Regions from separate parts of the Ovis aries genome. Here region 1 is linked to region 2. A link is a contact called in public Hi-C data. All regions are on one chromosome and are shown on one strand. Each heading gives the region's core, a stretch centred on a gene start, on an enhancer-like site or on the middle of the called end of the contact. The rest is flanking DNA. Distances are from core to core; before and after follow the strand shown.

Region 1 (7,024 bases), core at 1,869-4,368, 240 kb before region 2:
TTTCAGGAAAATGGAGTCAATGTATTTTCACCTACAATATGTCTGGTTTCATCTGGCTTTTTGGAAAAAACATAGGCAACCAATTCCATGATTTCTTAAATGAAATTATTTACTATACAATTGAATTCCTAATGAGAATTTATTTAGTGTCCTGAGTTAAGTGTGGGTAGACTTTACATTTCTAGTGAAGACAATTAGTGAAACCTATCAAAATATTTTTACATCATTATTTATGCATAATTAATGAAGTATTTTTATTATCTTGAAATGGTGTTTCCTGGGTAAACACAAATGACTTGTTCCAATATACTGTCTTTATAGCACTAAAGACAATCTTGGGCCAATTTGCTTTGCCTAAAATTGTTGTATTGAATTTGTCAGTTAAATTTGCCTTGTTAACTGCTTACCACTGACACACTATACAAATCTCAGCATTTGTCTGCACCATTAAGGTTTATATTTTTAAATGTAAAATGTTTTTCAGGTAGCTTGAAAGGCAGTACAACAGGATGGAACAGGGCATGGACCCCAGAGCCAGAAGGCTAGATTTTTGAATTGATTCAGTCTCTTCTACTTGCCGGTTGGGTGACCTCCAGTTGGCTTGGGTGTGAAATAGGGAAAGTTCTAGTACTAATGTCACAGCCTTGGTATGAGAAATAAATACATCAATACCTTTAAAGCCCTGAGAGCAGCATCTGATACAGACAAAACATTTAGCAACTGTTATCTCTCATCATTGGTCTTTAAGTTTAATGTGAATTTCAGGGCTCTTCAAATTAGGCTGATCATGGGAATGGAGTCATTGTTTTCTCACGTCTTAGTGAGTAGGGGTTAAGTTTAAGACCTGGCCCGGGAAAACTAGGTTAACCTCTTTCTCACTTCTGGAAATTATACTGCTTGCTTTTTCCAGTGTCTGGGACCCTAAATTCTCTTTGTTCCCCTTCAGTGCTACTATCTAGGAGCAACAAAAGATGCCGCTACTAAGATCCTAAGTGAGGTCACTCGCCCGATGAGTGTGCACATGCCTGCAGTGAAGATTTGTGAGAAGCTGAAGAAGATGGACAGTCAGATCTGTGAGCTGAAATATGGTATAATGGAGTTTAATGTTCCCCCCCCTGCCCCCAATGTCCAATGTATTGCCAGTTCCCTAAGCATGGGGCCAGGTTTCTAAACAGTGTTAGAAGGAAAGGAATTCTACACTTGCTAATAGGATGCTGGGCTACTGGATGGTGTCCTGTGTTGTCTGAGCTTCTTTCAGGAAAGAAAAATGAATTCTGGCACAATCAGCATTAGGTGAAACTGCCCACCCAAATGGCAAAATTTAAACTCTTTAATCACCAAGACATTTTCAACTACATATGTCAAGGAAAAGTTCAAAATATCAAGGGAGGGGCTTCTCTGGCGGTCCAATGGTTAAAACTCTGCCCTTTCAATGCAGGGGGCATGGGTTGAATCCCTGATCAGGAAACTAAGATCCCACATGCCATGTGGTATGGCCAATTAAAAAAAAAAATTCAAGGGAGCAGCTATTCATGGTGAATTAGCTCTTGGTAACCTATTAAGCCCTGGAGAAGGAAATGGCAACCCACTCCAGTACTCTTGCCCAGAAAATTCTATGGATGGAGGAACCTGGTGGGCTACAGTCCATGGGGTCACAAAGAGTCAGACACGACTGAACGACTTTACGAACCTATCAAGACCAAAGGTGCATCTACTCAAAGGTAATGTAAGGACCCTGAACTTTTAAATGGGGCTCTAACATTCTTCCTAAGTCTATCACTCTGCCAGGTTTAACTTTTAGGAAATAGGTTAATCACATTAAATCAGATTTTGGCTGATGAAATAGACTTATCAAGAGTGCTGAAAATAAACAGCCAGAAAAGGAAGATGTCCTATTTAAAACGTTATCCTTGGCCTTATAAATTTTACATACATATATCTATTCTCATACAGATAATTTGTATCTGGGCCAGCCTTTGGGGTAGATGGATAGGACTTATAGAAGGCTGGGGAATTCCGCCTTTAGCCCATCCTTTAACCCCTCCAGTTCCACCAGGAGAAGTCCATTTCTTTTGTTTATGTCATTGTTTTCACATTACATACATGGCGTAGTATTTTAAACTACCTAAGTAATTAGTACCCAACTCTGAATCATTAATATTTTAGTCTTATTTTCCAACATAGCTGTGTAATATGCCTGTGCGCCATAGCTGCACATCTGGCTTTAAAAAGGTTTAATGTCTGGAAGATATCAAAGACAACCTGTTTCTCAGCTGGGCAAGGGCAAGCCCTAACTTCCAGGGTGGTGATGATGGACTAGCATCTTTTTCTTAGCTTCCAAGTAATGAAGTAGAAGGAGGAATCACTGAGTCCGTAGGAAAAACAGTCCCCAAAGGGACAAAACTGTACTGATTCTTTTGTTTAGCACATTTCTTTGGAATAATTTCTGCTATGAGCAAGGTATCTTACTGGGCTCCTTGAATAATAGAAAAATTCATCAAATAGTATTGAGAAGGAATGAATACTTCACTAATGTTTCAGCAATGCTGGCCACTAGAGGCCCCTGGGGAGCCATGGACTGGATTTACTTTTGGTATCAACCTTTCCCCTGTAGCTTTAGGGTGCCATAGAGAATTTTCTTTTTAAATTGATATCAAATGATAAGTTCTCCAGAATAACCTGAAGAAACTACCAGCACCTAAAAGAAAGTAATTTTCTCCTTCCACTATTTATCTTGAATAGACCACTAGCTCTAAATTTTTCCCAGCTTCCTTTTGGTGAAAAAGTTGATATTGAACAAGGGCCTTTGAGCTGTGGAGTACTAAAATCTGGGCTATAAAAGGTTCTCTTAAAAGGTATTATTCTGTCATATCAACCATGAAATTAAAAAACAAGGTAAGTGTAGATTTGGAATATGTTTTCAATCAGGAAGGTGTTATTTGGTTTTGAACCTGAGAGGATGTTTCTGCTTTCTCTGTTTTTTTAAAAGAATAGGAATCATTATTAAAAATTGTAAAGATTCTTGAATTTATGGTTACCAGTGGAGGAAGGGTGGCGGAAAAAGATAGTTAGGGAGGTTGTTATTGAGATTTACACACTGCTATATTTAAAATGGATAACCAACAGGGACCCACTGTATAGCACAGGGAACTCTGCTCAACGTCATGTGGCAGCCTGGATGGGAGGGGAATTTGGGGAGAAATGAATACATGTATATGTATGGCAGAGTCCCTCTCCTATGCACCTGACACTATCACAATATTGTTAATTGGCTACACACCAATTAAAATAAAAAGTTTAAATTCAAAATACACACACACACACGAATGGAAGAATTTTCTGCAGCACAGAGTGTAATGACCCTCCAAATAAAAAAGGCTCTATATACAATTTTGATTTATTTCCAGCTTTACTGAGATATAATTAACATATCAAAGTGTGTAAGTTTAAGGTATAAAATATGTTGATTTGATAAACTTATATAGTATAATATGATTACCATGTTAGCTAATATCTCCACCATTATCATGTAATTACCAATTGTGATGGTTAGCAAACAGCTCCATTATATCATCTAATTACCCTTCCTTTTTGTGCTGAGACTATTTAAGCTCTACTCTCTTAGCAACTTTCAAATATACAATACAGCATTATTAACTGTCTTCACCATTTTGTTCTTTCTCAGGACTGCTTTGACTATTCGGGGTCCTTTGTGATTCCATACAAATTTTAGGACTTTTTTTTCCCCTATCTCTGCAAAAGTGCCACTGGCATTTTAGTAGGGATTACATTGGTTTTATAGATAGTTTTGGATAGTATAGACATTTAGTTAAAAAAACACTTCATGTTATTGATTTTGGGCTGTGCTGTGGGTCTTGCTGCTTTATTCGGACTTTTCTCTAGTTGTAGTGTGCAGGCTTCCCATTGCGGTGGCTTTTCTTGTTGCAGAGGGCTTCCCAGGTGGCGCAGTGGTAAAGAATCCAACTGCCAATGAAGGAGACGCAGGAAACCTGGTTCAGTCCCTGGGTGGGGAAGATCTCCTGGAGTAAGAAATGGCAACCCACTCCAGTATTCTTGCCTGGCAAATCCCGTGGACAGAGGAGCTTGGTGGGCTAGCCTATGGGGTCACAAAGAGTCAGACATGATTAAGCACGCCATACTCAAATGCTGAGCGCCTCCTGTTGCAGAACACAGGCTCCAGGCATGTGGACTTCAGTAATCGCAGTGCACAGGCTTGGCAGTTGCACTTGTGCTCTGGAGCAGAGGCTGAATGGTTGTGGCCCATGGGCTCAGCTGTTCTGTGGCCTGTGGAGTCTTCCTGGATTGAAACTGTGTCCCCTGCATTGGCAGGTGGATTCTTATCCACTGAACCACCAGGGAAGTCCAGTATGGACATTCTGAATTCTTCCAAACCATAAATATGGGATCTCTTTCCATTTGTTCGTGTATTCTTCAATTTCTATCATCCAAGTCTTGACATTTTCTGTGTACAGATCTTTGACCGCCTTGATTAAGTTTTTTTCCTAAGTCTAAAATTCAACTTTTAAATTAGGATACACTTATTGGAAAATTTTGATAAGTCACTTGACAGCTCTGTTAGGTTATTAAAAGGCTTTTAAATGCCATGTTCTTTCATGTAGGTGTAAAAAGAAGTGCTTCAGAAGATGTCAAACCAAAAAAGTCCTAGGATGCCACTAATTTTTAAAAAATATTTTAGCTACACCATGCAGCATGTGGGATCTTAGTTCCCTGACCCAGGATCAAATCTATGCCTCTTGCAGTGATTAAGATTTTCCTTTCCAATGCAGAGGGTACAAGTTCAATCCTTGGTTGGGGAGCTAAGTGTGTAGTCTCAACCACTGGACAGCCAGAGAAGTCCCAGAACTAATAGTTGAATAAGTCAACTGAAGTGCTGTAGCTATAAGCAAGCATCCACCTAGTGGCTGGGGAGGTGGGGAGGGACACTTTGTTTTGAAAGAGAAAAACTGCCCCTTTCTGATACAGAAATCATAGTCATGAGTATATTATAGATGAGCTTAATTGTTTTTTTCTATTGTTGGGCTTGGCAATAGAGCAGTAGCTGAGTTCTCTGAAGATAATCTGTAAATAGGGAAACAGTAGTCTTGCTAGAGGAGTTAGATGCTGGTGACAGATACTATTGGCAAGAATGTTAGGAACCAGATTGGCTGGTACAGAAGCACCAGCATTAGAGAAGTTGGTATACCCCAAAGGACTGTAAATCAACTCTGTGTGGCTTGGTGATCTCAGTAGGGGAGGGGAAATCAGGTGAGTTTAAGCTGAGATCCAGAATAGCTAAGGATTGGTGAGAATGCTCCTAATTTCATTCATGTGTTTGTGTTTCTTTAAATTTGTATTTTAAAACTAGCTAAAATTCTTTATATTGTATTTATATTCTTTAAATTTATATTTTAAAATTGTATTTAAATTCTTTAAATTTGTATAAAAACTAATTTGTATTAGTGCTTTGTGATTTATATGCTCACCCGTTTTACCTCAGACATATCTTTCTATAAAAACTGAACCATGGGATTTCCCTGGCAGCCTAGTGATTAAGATTTCACTTTCCAATGCAGAGGGTACAAGTTCAGTCCTTGGTTGGGGAGCTAAGATACCACATGCCTCACAGCCAAAAAAAAAAAAAAACATAAAACAAGCAATATTTTAACAAATTCAATAATGACTTTAAAAATGGTCCACATTTAAAAAAAAAAAAAACTAAAAGAGAAAGTGAACCATACTTTCTAGTAAATTACAATCCATGCTTTCAGTTGGCCACACACAAGGCCATCCCAAGGCACCAGCCTCTTGATTCCTTTATTTTTGCCTTAAAAGTAGCGATTAGGATGTGGTGCTATTTGTTTTAGGAACACTGCATAGGTCCCCATTTTGCAACAAGTATGATTCCATGGACAGGAAAGCTGATAGATCATGAGTTATCCTAAAATAGCTTTATATACGATACATTTTTCTTAGGTATGTCTTGGTTTCCATAGACCTTGGAATTCTTCCCCACTTTGGATCACAGGGTAGACAATACCAAGATAAGTAACACCATTTGCTTTTCTTAGTTTTTTTTTTTTTTTTAATGTATCCCTTTCCTTTTTGTCATGAAGAAAAGAAACTGGACTTGGCATCAGTGGACCTGTCCAAGTTGAGAGTAGCAGAGCTGAAGCAGATACTGCATGGCTGGGGAGAAGAGTGCCGGGCCTGTGCAGAAAAAACCGACTACGTGAATCTCATCAAAGAACTGGCACCCAAGTATGCAGCGACGCACCCCCAAACAGAGCTCTGACTCCTGGAAGCCAGCGCACCATTGGCTGTAATTAGAGACAAAATGCCTCTCTAGGATATGGATGCATTGGTTGAGAGGAACCAGGAATTTCAATATATGTGGTCTCAGACTTTTTGTTTGGGTATGACACTTCAGAATTGGTTACCTGAGTTTATAAGTAGAACTGTTAGTATTAGTGGTTTCTTAAATCTGCAGTGTACCAAAACCTACAAGTGCCTTTCTCATAATTTTCTTATATGCCAATTACCATTGCCTATCTCCTTACACTGGGAAAAGGGAACCACTGAAAAATCAGTGGAGTAAATTGATTCTAAGTAGGAAGAGAGTACTCAGAAGCTTTCTGTATGCTGCTGCTGCTGCTGCTAAGTCGCTTCAGTCGTGTCCAACTCTGTGCGACCCTATAGACCCTAGACAGAGTCGACTAGGCTCCTCTGTCCCTGGGATTCTCCAGGCAAGAACGCTGGAGTGGGTTGCCATTTCCTTCTCCGATGTACGAAAGTGGAAGGTGAAAGTGAAGTCGCTCAGTCGTATCCGACTCTTGGTGACCCCATGGACTATACAGTCCTGAAATTTTCCAGGTCCCCCCCCCCTTTTTTTTAGTATTACACATATAAGCAATATTATATGACATTTATATATTGCTTATATGTGGATTATAAAAAAGGGGGCACAAATGAACTTATCTACAAAACAGAGTCACAGAGGTAGAAA
Region 2 (6,343 bases), core at 917-3,416:
TGGACCCACGGTTAACCTTTGAAAAGGGGAAAAATGCAAAGAAGGACTCAAGAGGGCATCTATAAGGCTGGAAGTCCCCTCTCTTTTCTGAGACAGTGGAGTTTAGTAATGATTTTGCTCATTCACAGGAATCAAAGGCAGAATTCTCATCAGGTTACATTTTTAGTGTACAGTGTTAGTGTCTGTCTAAAATGCAAATCTGTGTTTTTATTCCTCAGCTTAAAATCTTTCACTGAACCCCTCGACCTCAAAACAGCATCAGAGTTTCTCAACATCAGCCCTGTCTCCTTGGTACATGCCTTGCACTGCAGCCAGAGCCATTCAGAACTCCACGTGCGTGTGATAGACTTCACATTTTGCAGAAAGGTCTTAATGTTGGTAGCATGAATGGGTCTTAGAACCATTGAAAGTTACCATCGACTGTGGATTACATGAGGGGAGGGGGTGAGTAAACCTAGGGAGACTTCCCAGTGAGTTAGGGGATTGTAAAGAATACTTTATTATCATTAAAACAAGCAAACACACCAGCAAACAGCAAAGAGATTTAATGGGCCCCATCATTTAAAAGAAGAAAAAGCTTTTAAAAAAAGAAAAAAGTTACCGGAGAGAACATGAAGGGGGCTTCTCTACTGAGCTGACCCTCATTTTCCTTCACTGACTTGATAGTTTTTAAAAAATCCCTTTGTGAATCAGTTACTGGTCCAGGCGCGTGTATCTGATAAGAGTGTCTTCATGTTAATTTCTGGAAGAAGGTTTCATGTAGCAATACTGATACCCATTTCAAAGTTCCTTTACTTCCAGACATTTTTCTGTCTCCTCTTTCCTTCTGGGCTGTGGATTACTGGTTGCTCAGGCTTTAAGCCGCGTTGCTTGAGACTCCAGGCAGCTCCGGGGCTCCCTCTCCTGGTGGTTCTTCCTGGATTCTGTTCCTTCATTTAAGGATAAGTCTTCGACTCAGTGTAATGTATCTGGTAACTCAGACTGTAAAGAATCTGCTCGCAGTGCGGGAGACCTGGGTTCGATTCCTGGGTCAGGAAGATCCCTTGGAGAAGAGAATGGCAACTCACTGCAGTATTTTTGCCTGGAGAATTCCACAGACAAGAGTCTGAGACTGGTGGGCTACCGTCCGTGGGGTTGCAGACTCAGACGCAGCCGTGCGACTGAGCGGGCACCCACACAGGAGTGGGGAGCAGCTCATGGGTGCAGGGCCTCTGTCGTGTACAGTTTTCAGGGCCACCTTCCTTCTCATACATGACCTTTCCCAGACCCCAGCGTGGTCCACTCCCTGCGACCACAGCTTTCCCCTCAGACTAGTTTGCAGTCTCGCTTGAGGTCTGTACACTTGACTCAGGCTGGGGCCCCCTCTCCCGTCTCCACTTGGATGAAGGACAAACCAGGGAGAGAGAAGAAGGAAGAAGTCTGTGCCTTCGTTTATGGGCAGAGCTCCCTCAGCCGCTGCCCACCCGTGGCCTGTCTGCCTCTGTCCAGCAGGAGACAGGCCGATCCTGTCTCAGGCCAGTAGAAAAAGAGAGGCTCCTCAGGCCCCCAGTCTTAAGAGAAGGTGAAGAAGAATCCAAGCTAGAACTTGTTCTCTAGGCTCAGAACTCAAGTCTGTTCACTGTGTACACAGGAAGCTCAATCTGTCTCTTGCCACCAAGGCCCAAGACAATGTACCCCAGCCCTGACCTCTGGGAACCAGGGGCAGTGGGCATCTGTGTGGCCTCCTGTCATGGGAATAGTGGGAGTGGAGGGTTGGGGGGTTGTGGGAGAGGTGAAGTGAGAGACCCTGGCAGTCACTTAGTAAGACCAGGAAGGAGCCCCCCAGGGTCTGGCCCCTCACTGCCTCAGCTGCTTGCCCTCAGTCACCCGGGTGTCCAGGGACATCTCCAACCCAGCATGTCCCAAAGGGAGCTCCTGACCTCACTCCCGTCTGCTGTGCTCACGGCCTCCACCACAGCAGCTCTGTCCTCGTTGCTCAGGCCAGAGCCCTTGGAGGCACCCTCGACCCCTCTGTGTGTCTCACTCCTGGTGTACAGTCCTTCAGGAAGTCCCAAGGGCTGAAATGAAATGACATCTGGTCTGCTGCACCCATCTCTCACCTGGGTCCCCTGACAGCTGCCTCCTGGAGTCTTTCCTTGGCTGTGCTGGGCCCGTCCTACACTCGGCTAGAATAATCGTCCAGACACATGAGTCAGAGCTCGTCACTTCCTGTTCAGAGCCCTGAATGGTTCTTTGCTGTCACTCAGGGCAAAAGCCAGAGCCCTGGCACTGGCCTTCAAGTCCCCGCATCGAATCCCACCCCTCTCTGGTGCCCCCACTGGTCCCCCTCCATCCCCACCTTCACTCATGTCTCTCCTTCCTCAGATGCATCAGGCGTGCTCCTGACTCTTTATTCCCCGAGTCTGGAACACTCTTCTCCCCAGGTCTACAGGCTCCCCTCCCCTGCTGACACCTTGACCTCAGGAGGCAGGAATCTGGATGTGAGGTCGGGGAGATTACCCTTGGTTTAGGACAGAGGGACTAATCCTTTTATGGCAGCTCATTGCCTTCTTGTCTACTGATTAACTAGATGAAACTGCTGTTGGCTTCTAAACAAAATCAAGACTGCCTGCAGGTCTGTCTGGCACTTCTCCAGTCTCCACTAAGGAGTGCATTCTCTGAGGGGCCAGTTCAAATAGTCAGGCTGATGTGATGGGATCGCTGACCTATGACAGGCCCAATTCATGAGTTTCCATTTGGGGGAGGCTGCAGACATACTTGTCTTTTAAAAGATCAATGCAGGTAGCATATAAGGAATATTTGGTTTAATCTGTTAGATGGGGTGGTGGTGGTTTAGTTGCTAAGTCGTTTCTGACTCTTGCAACCTCATGGACTGTAGCCTGCCAGGCTCTTCTATCCATGGGATTCTCCAGGCAAGACTACTGGAGTGGGTTGCCATTTCCTTCTCCAGGGGATCTTCCCAACCCAGGAATCGAACCCGCGTCTCCTGCACTGCAGGCAGACGCTTTACTAACTGAGCTACTAGGGAAGCCCAGTCTGTTAGATACGTGTGTATTATTGCTTGGCCGTGCATGTATACCTAAAATACATAAATGATGCAGCCACAGTGTTTCTGTTTTAGTTGATTTAATTTATTCTTTTTCCCTCTTTATTTCATGTTAATTTTCAAAAGATCTTTCTATTAAAAATAGGAAAAATTGTAATTTGGGAGACAGAACATGAGTTTTCAGATCAGAGAGTGTTAATTTTCTTTTTTTTTTTTCAAGTCTGAGATTTACACTATTGGCAAAATTAGCTTAGGCAAGTTATTTTAACTTTTATTCCTCTGTTTATTGTCTGTGAAATAAAGATTCTAGTGCTTCTGTTCATAGGACTGTCACTGGGATCAGGTGTGATCACGTACCCACAGGTGCTGTATCTAAAGTGTTGGGAAATTGTTGGCTGCTGTTGAGGACAGTTCAGAGATTCAGGAAACATCACTGATGACTTTGAGACCCAAGACTCCTACTTGTAGCTACTGGCCTCTGGACCCGTTTTACTTATTTCTAAATTCTACTTGAGATTGCATCTTTATTCTTTTCGATTATACCCCCACTCCCCCACCCCCATGCCAGAGTCCATGGAAGCACATAGCCACGTCTCTCCTGCCTGCAACCCTGCCCCGTGTGTACACACACACACACACACACACACTCTCTCTCTCTCTCTCTTTCACTTGGGTATTTGCTTGGGGCATTGATTTCATGGGCAGAAATAAAGATGGAGTCTGTCTTCCATCCAGGAGCTTGCTCACAGGGGCTCTGTCTTCTTTCTGTTTATTACAGATTTGATTAAGTTCAAAGTTTATTCAGCTTGTGCCATGTGCCAGACACTTGGCTGGACCCTCGGATTTAAAGCTGGAGACAAAGTGTTTCTGGCCCTTTCACAGACTAGACAGACATGTATGGTTACGGCGTGTGTGTGCACGAGTGCTCACTCGCTCAGTCGTGTCTGACTCTTTTGTGGCCCTGTGGACCGCAGTCTGCCAGGCTCCCCTGTCCATGGGATTCTGCAGACAAGAATGCTGGAGTGAGTTGCCATTTCCTTCTCCAGGTGATCTTCCCAGGTCAGGGATTAAACCCGTGTCTCCTGTGATGGTAGGCAGGCTCTTTACCACTGAGCCACTGGGGAAGCCCTCCCAGGTGTACGGATGCTTCTTGTACCGGAAATACATCTGCATGGTGCTGCTGGGGCTCTGAGGATGCAGGGGAGGGGGACCACTCTCTTGACTCACCTGGAGAGGTGGGGACAGGGGGCAGTGCTGGGTGTGAGCCTGTTCATATGGGATCCTCACTCCTGCCCTTGCCCTCTTCTCAGATCCCTGTTCCATCCGGGGGCATGGCTCTTGCCAGAGAATTAACACGCATGTACTCTGGACTTTCCAGGGAAGTCCCACTATCAGATGTTCTGCTGTAGTGAGGCCCTGCCTCTGACTTTTGGTTTGGAAAATTTCGTCATCCTGCAGGACAGGGAGGCATAAAATGATGTGTTGGTTATCTTGAAAGGTTTATGTGTTAGGGAGAGGGAGCAGGGGTGGGTAAGCGCTGAGAGACAGGCCCAGGGGTCTGCAGCAACCGGATACCTGCCAGGTGGATCACAGGGGTTTCAGCCTGCACTCAGCCAACCATATCCCCCCAGCTCTTGCCCCCATGCCTTTTCTCTTCCGTCTCACAAAATATGACACGTTTTTATACAGTTGTCGCTGGGTATCGAGGCTGCAGAGAACGAAGGAAGGAAACGTGTACCCCACTCTCCAGGGGCCTCTACACACATGGACTTAAATTGAACACAGGACCCAGGGGTCATCACGTCATGTGTTCCTGTCACGTGCTGATAACAGAGTCCAAGCCCAGAAATAAGCCACTTGGGTGGTCTGTTCTGTTCTCCAGTGAAGCCTCCTCTTCCTTCTAGATGACAAGTGTGGAGAGCTGGGCTCTGCTGCCTGGTCCCTTCCCCTGCGCCCGGCACTGATCTGGCAGCTGGAGGGTGGGGTGTGTGCGTGGATGAAATCCTTACCCTCAGGGGCATCTGCTTTAGGTGGCCAGTGACTAGTCAGTCAACCTGTGGTTTGGAGGAAGCACAGAAGGGCTGGGGTGGGATTGCAGGTTTAAGCAGGGCTGTTAGGAGGTCAGGGCTCTCTGAGAAGGTGCCATCTGAGGAAAGATGCAAAAGGCTATGAACGGAATGAAGTCTCCAGGGTGCTCACAGGAGTGGGAAGGAGACAGGGTCCAATAGCCTGGCAGGATAAGAAGGCTGATCTGCCCCCAGGGAGCTGCTGGCCTCTTATGTGGGCTCTGGGATCTGTACGTTTTTAGAACGTCTTAATTTGGAGGCTGAAGGGAGTGTGAAGGACCTGGGTCTGGTGTCCAGGTGCTCATTGTGGGTTCAGTGGGTATTTAGACATGGTGGTGTGACCTGAAGCTCACGGTGAGCCTGGTGCGGACTCTTCTGGGGGTGGGCCTCTCCTGTGCTTTAGTTGTCTGCTCCCAGAACCAAGTGGGCTCCTCCCGCTCCTCGTCACCCACCGTGGCTAAAACAGAGAGAGCTTCAGAGGGTTTCCAATGAAGTGGCGGAGGCCCCCTGGAGGATGCGCTCGGCTATCCCAGGCCTCTGCTCTGGGCAGACAGACATCTGAACCGACGCCACAATGACTCTCATCGTTCTGTTTCAGACAGCCCACTGGAGGATCCTGACCCCAAGGACACGTATCTCATCCCAAGAAACATCATGGCCGAGCCAGACTATATAGACGATGACAATCCTGAACTCATTAGGCCTCAGAAACTAGTCAATCCTGTTAAGACGTCCCGGAACCATCAAGACCTTCACAGAGAACTTCTTATGAATCAGAAAAGGTACGATGGCTTTTTGAGCAAAGTTTTCCTTAGGGGACTTTTGAGGTAGCTAGATTTGTTTCTTGACCATATGGAAAGCTTCCTTATTCCTTCACGCATCCTTGAGTCAGAACATCCGTGGTGTAAAGCCGTCTATAGGCTCAGCTGCCGCCTCCAGGATCACTGAGGGTTCTGTGGTCCTGAGTCCCCTTCTCAGATGGACACATATTTTAGAATGTGTACACAAGAGGCTGGATTAAGGATAAAAGAGCTTGTCTTTCATCAAAGAGAAGTACGTTGTTTCCCCATATATTTGGGGAAACGTGAGAACCAGATACTGCCAACCTTAGCATTTGTAGAGTGGCCGAGAGAAGTCTCTAGAACCACATCAGACTTAACAATAGATAAGGACCCCCTTTCTTGTGTTCTCATTTGTTTGTTTTTAGGGGGGCATTTTAGACGATTGCAGT

The links. Hi-C and Micro-C count contacts between places; a contact is called where the count stands out from the background.
Region 1: a contact with region 2 is called in a Hi-C map of tail adipose tissue, with 7 times the contacts expected there. The contact joins two enhancer-like sites. A contact is called at or near these places in 10 of 16 Hi-C or Micro-C datasets (blood, hypothalamus, liver and 4 more).

The regions. Positions count from the first base shown.
Region 1 is chr13:28,816,270-28,823,293 of ARS-UI_Ramb_v3.0, reverse strand. It overlaps CDNF (cerebral dopamine neurotrophic factor), which reads left to right. Exons shown (of 4, transcript XM_004014237.6): 3 at 947-1,088; 4 at 6,135-7,024. The coding sequence ends at 6,313. Among named protein-coding and RNA genes, the nearest start is that of CDNF, 16 kb to the left of the region's middle. Within about 2 kb of position 3,118, at least 3 of the 54 cell types and tissues checked have an H3K27ac peak or open chromatin away from gene starts, as enhancers often do.
Region 2 is chr13:28,579,429-28,585,771 of ARS-UI_Ramb_v3.0, reverse strand. FAM107B (family with sequence similarity 107 member B) reads left to right here. Exons shown (of 5, transcript XM_042230569.1): 3 at 5,711-5,894. The coding sequence starts at 5,767. Among named protein-coding and RNA genes, the nearest start is that of FAM107B, 56 kb to the left of the region's middle. Within about 2 kb of position 2,166, at least 10 of the 54 cell types and tissues checked have an H3K27ac peak or open chromatin away from gene starts, as enhancers often do.